2 separate regions of the Ovis aries genome follow, and region 2 is linked to region 1. A link is a contact called in public Hi-C data. All regions are on one chromosome and are shown on one strand. The core of a region is the stretch at or near the end of the contact, and the rest is flanking DNA. Distances in the headings are between cores, read along the strand shown.

Evidence for each region. Hi-C and Micro-C count contacts between places; a contact is called where the count stands out from the background.
Region 2: a Hi-C map of liver shows a contact between it and region 1, with 4 times the contacts expected there. The contact joins two enhancer-like sites. A contact is called at or near these places in 2 of 16 Hi-C or Micro-C datasets (liver and mixed tissues).

Annotation. Positions count from the first base shown.
Region 1 is chr3:21,317,955-21,320,539 of ARS-UI_Ramb_v3.0, reverse strand. No RefSeq gene overlaps it. Among named protein-coding and RNA genes, the nearest start is that of TRNAG-GCC, 140 kb to the left of the region's middle. Within about 2 kb of position 1,274, at least 10 of the 54 cell types and tissues checked have an H3K27ac peak or open chromatin away from gene starts, as enhancers often do. A contact at or near this core is called in liver, where this site is marked.
Region 2 is chr3:21,770,561-21,773,145 of ARS-UI_Ramb_v3.0, reverse strand. No RefSeq gene overlaps it. Among named protein-coding and RNA genes, the nearest start is that of TRIB2, 220 kb to the right of the region's middle. Within about 2 kb of position 1,300, at least 3 of the 54 cell types and tissues checked have an H3K27ac peak or open chromatin away from gene starts, as enhancers often do. A contact at or near this core is called in liver, where this site is marked.

The sequences.
Region 1 (2,585 bases), core at 25-2,524:
TTGACGGATACATCTTATTTGATCAAGAATCCTGCAAGACAAGGAGCATACCCCCAGCCCCGACTCCTCTCTCTCAACCTCTCCCAATTCGGAAAGCTGAATCCTTGAGAAGGTCAACAATTTTGCTTCCGGTTTTACCTGAAGTGCGTAGCGGAGATGGAAGAGAATGCACGTCTTTCTTCAGAACCAGGACAGGTTTCCTCCCCACTTCCCTGCCCCCTAGCCCTCCCTCCTTCTCTGCCTGGTCTCTCTCATCACCGTCCAACGGATTCTCGGCTTTGAAGATGAGGAATCCGAGGGGCACAGGGTCTGGTTCTAAAAGAGGAGAAACATGGAATCAGCTGCTATGAGAGGTGGCGGGGGTGGGAGCTTATTTTCACTTCAATCTACAGAGGAAGAAACATCTCCCTTTATCTGAGGAGTCAGGTAAGGCCTCTGGAAGGAGAGGACATCAGCTCTGAGGGCGAGTGGGAATCTCTAGGGGTGAAGGACTCGCCTAAGCTCTGAACTTGGCTGCAGAATTTCCAAGCAGAAGAATCCACCCTGACCTGTGATGAGTCAGACGGAAATTCCCTTTTATGTGTGGCTAGTCCCTCAGTTTGCTTGCTAACACTCTTCCAGCGGACCCCTTGGCTTCTTTCTCTAACATACTTCCCTCAGACTGCTCAGCCTTGCCCGAAATCGCCTGCGTGGAGCCCACTCAGGTCCCTGCACGAGGCCCCTGGGAGTAGGCAGGTGTGCTGAGTGGGGGGACCTGGAACCTGTGGGCCCTTCTGCCCTCCTCCACAGGGTGCTAGAGGTAGTGCCCTTTAAGACAGCGATCACACACGTTCACTCCAGTCCCCAGAGAAGCAGCGGCAGGAGGCGTAAGGCCCCGTTCCTGAAGCAGCCCAGCCCTGGAAAAGGATGTAGATGAATAACTAAGTCACTATTTACAAGAAATTCTAATCTTGGGGCAGTTCAAGGTAAAGACAGACACCAGCCAGGAACAGCCAAAAACAACACTACCAGAACACACGGAGACAGAGGCCTCCAGCCAGACAGTGTTTTCTCTCTAAATATTGTTGCCAAAAAAAACTCAGTCAGAAAATCTCTCTCTGTTCCCCGGGTACCCTCAGCATATCAGTAATAAGAATAGCAAAAATAGTTCCCCGTGATATGAGACTGCCTACTATGTGCTAGACATTTGTATAGATTATTTTACTTCAAACCTCACTCTCCTCCCTCCCCCTCAAAAATCTAAGTTGGTGCGATTACAAGACAGGAAACAGAGAGGTTGAGTAACTGGCTGAAGTCACACAGTTAATAAGTAACTGAGTTCGCTTCAGCCTAGGATGTGAAATTAAGAAATTGCTTTTCAGATTTACACGTGGTTTTGCCAAGTTGGGAAAGTGGTTCTACAGACTAAGGTTTCATTTATTTCCAAGTCTCCTACATCTCTTCCTATGCATCTCAAGTACTTGAGGTTATGGCGATCTTTTTAAATTGTGGAAAACAAATCCCCTCTTCCCCCTAAAATGGCACCAGGAAAGTTTTGCATAAAATTTAGGAGTATTCACAGATGTCTTTTGAGAACCATCTGGGAACTGCCGGCTAAGAAACTTTGAGGACACTGTTTTGTGAGAGTTGATTCAGGGTTATATCTTCAAGCCTTAGTCATTCACAGCAGGGCTCCCTCACCATCCGCCCACTCCTCTCCCCCACCACCGCCCCCTCTGAACAGGAACCCCTGCTCTGCACAGGGCAGGGGAGATTCCGAGAAGGGACAACTGTCCTGGTAGTTCTCTGTGAGGTTGATGGAGGTTAACATCTCATTGTATTTGAGACATCTTAGTTCTGACCTCACCTGTGCCTAGTTCAACTGTCCAGAGGTCAGGGGGAGCCCTGTAACATACAAACCTCCATTAACCTCACTGATGGCAGAGATGAAATGACAATGACCTTGTTCCTTCTCACTGTTTCCCGAGCACAACTTTGATACTGCACTAAGACTTGACACTTGGTAGTTTCTTAAGTTATTGTTGCAGTGTAGAATCTGAAACCACAAGGAACGCAAAGTGATCTCTCATTCTGCTACCTTACCTCGGGTGGTGCAGTCAAAACAATTCATCACATCCACCGAAGGCAGAAGCAGATAACAGAATCTAGCCAACTTATATTAAAGCAGACGTTAAGACATTTACCAAAATGTAAAACAGTATCTTTCTACTCATGACTTTTATTTTAAAAACAGTTATTTTATCAAATACATCAATATGCAAATGACTTATTATAGTTACATTTGCATGAATGAATATATATTTTTACTTAGCTTTAATTTCTAAAATGATAAATATCAATAGATATAACTCATACAAGCAGAAAGTCTTTGAGATTCAATTTAATGAATCTAAAGAGGGCAAACGCATTCTGACATCAAAAAATTTGAAATCCATTGCACTCCAGCAATCTGTGAGCTTGCAAATATCTCTCCAAAAGCCATTTTATTATGGAATGAAGGGGTGAGAGGGACCTGCTTCTATTACCTAACATTTTTCAGCCCCCTTGGTGCTAACTGAGAGATGCACGCCTGGTAGGCAGAGGGC
Region 2 (2,585 bases), core at 51-2,550, 450 kb before region 1:
GAGGAATGGGAGATTAGGATTGACGCATATACACTATAGATACTAGTTATAGAATAGATAACTAACAAGGACCTTACTGTATGTAGTTTAGTCACTCAATCATGTCCGACTTTTTGTGATCCCACAGAGGACAGCCCACCAGTCTCCTCTGTCCATGGGATTCTCCAGATAAGAACACTGGATTGGATTGTCATTCCCGTCTCCAGAGAATCTTCTTGACCCAGGAATCAAACCTGGGTCTCCTGCGTCACAGGCAGACTCTACCATTTGGACTACAGGGAAGACCTGTACTGTATCTCACTGAACTCTACTCATTGCTCTGTGGCAACATAAATGGTAAGGAAATCCTAAAAGAGGGGATATATGTATGTGGCTTGCCAGGCAGCACAGTGGTAAAGAATCCACCGGCCACTGCAGGAGACGCAAGAGACGTGGGTTCAATCCCTGGATCAGGAAGATCCCCTGTAGGAGGAAATGGCAACACACTCCAATATTCTCGCCTGGGACATCCCATGGACAGAGGAGCCTGGCAGGCTACAGTCTATGGATGAGATCGCAGAGTCAGACACGACTGCACACACACACACACACACACACACACACACACACGTATAGATGATTCATTTTGCTGTATAGCAGAAACTAACACGACATTGTAAAGCGACAATTCTCCAATAAAAATTGATGAATTTTTTTTCGTGGGTTCATGGAAGAAACACAGCCATTTAAGTCCATCTCAAGTGTCAGCTCATCTTGGAATCAATCAGCTGCTTGGACACATAATAGCGTAGTGCTCAGTTTGAGAAATGAACAATTAGTTTTCAAAATCTAACCTCACCACTTACAGGCTTCCTTAAACTTGGATAATTTAAATAACCTCTCATAACTTTAGTTTCCACAAAGCTGGGGTGCGGATGAGAATAGCCACCAGGTAGGGCCATTGTGAAGACACAGTGGAATAATAAATGAGTGCCTGGTTCACTACATGGCAGATGCTCCACTGAGTTATAGTTCTTTATTTATCAGAAATGAGCTGTGATAATAGTTTGTTTTTGGTCTTCCCATGGTTCTTAGGTGAGTATATTCTAATACTCTTAAATGCCTAGCACAGCGCCTGGCACTTACCAGATGCTTAAATACTTCTAGTTCAGCTAATGAATGGAAGAGTAAAATAATACTGTTTAAAACTGAAACTGTAAAATAAAAATAGAATGTTTGGCTCCTGAAGCAACACAGGTTGCAGTAACATGTGATGACCACAGGATGTCACTATAAAGAAGACAGCGCTGCATTTCAGGAACATTCTGGATACTCTGCCCCTTCCCTCTCCTGGGACTCCAGGGAAAGGACACAATCGCAATACTGTGAAGGCAGAAAGCACACTGCCAAGAATCTGCACACCTCCCTCATACTCCGCCACGCAAATCCGTGCCTTAAAAACACAACTCCTGATTTACAGAGGGAAATATTTATTCTGGGCTGGTAGACCTAAATAAAAACTCAAGAAACCTCGTTTGAGGGCAGTTTTATTTCTGCAGCCTTTTGCCTATCCTGGCTTTACATCTGCCTCTCTGGGGATGGGTAGAAGTAACATGGAAAAGAAGAAAATGCAGAGTCAAACTTCAACTCCGTTGTTACCATTTGTATGTCTGTGCAAGTTTCTCAACCTTTCTGAACTTCATTTTGTCCTGTGAAAAAAGGGCAAAACAGAGATAAAGAGATTACAGATGTGCTGTTGCAACTACAGAGATTTAAGCACAACAGCCTTCTCTAAAGACTAGTTCTCAGAGTAGCCCGGAGTCAAAGAGAAGAATCTTCTCTGCAATTCTGGAAGGATTTGGGCATTGAGCCCACAGCTACTTGGCCTGCAGCATCTATCTCCAACAGATCAACAAATTCTCTGAATAAAGCTTAGTTGGACGTGGCCCCCAACAGTAACTTTCCCTTTCAAAAAAACACACTCTGTTGAGTACAAAAAAATTGCTCCTCACCAGACTCTAAAAAAGGGTATGAATGTCATTGTCTCTCTGGCTTCCTGTGGTCTCCATAAAATCTCCAAGCAGAGTATTCTGGGCTCATAAAAATGTCCACAGCCCATTTCTCATCTGCTTTAATGACGTTTCCTAATGGCTGACATTGACATTGGCATCTTTTCTCTGGGGAAAGTGTTGTGAGACTGGCTTTCCCCTTCCCCAAAATAGCTGGTGGAACAGCCCAGGAGCTGGAATACACAGAGGCGATTTTTCTCTTCCCATGAAGAGATATATCCTCCAAGATACGGGAACTCCGCCTCATTTCCTGTGGCGACAGGCTGAGAGGTCCCATAGCCACCAAGAAGCATTTGCATCCCCACTCAAGGAGTTCAGCTTTGTGTTGTTCCCGGAGCTCTGGGAAGAGAATGAAATTAGAAAGAAAAAAAAATGACTTTAGTATCCATTATCTGTGAAAGAGGTTCTATGAGCTATGTTGTGTCAATAGGACTTCCCTTGTGATTCAGCTGGTAAAGAATCTGCCTGCAATCTGGGAGCCCTGGGTTCCATCCCTGGGTTGGGAAGATTCCCTGGAGAAAGGAAAGGCTGCCCACT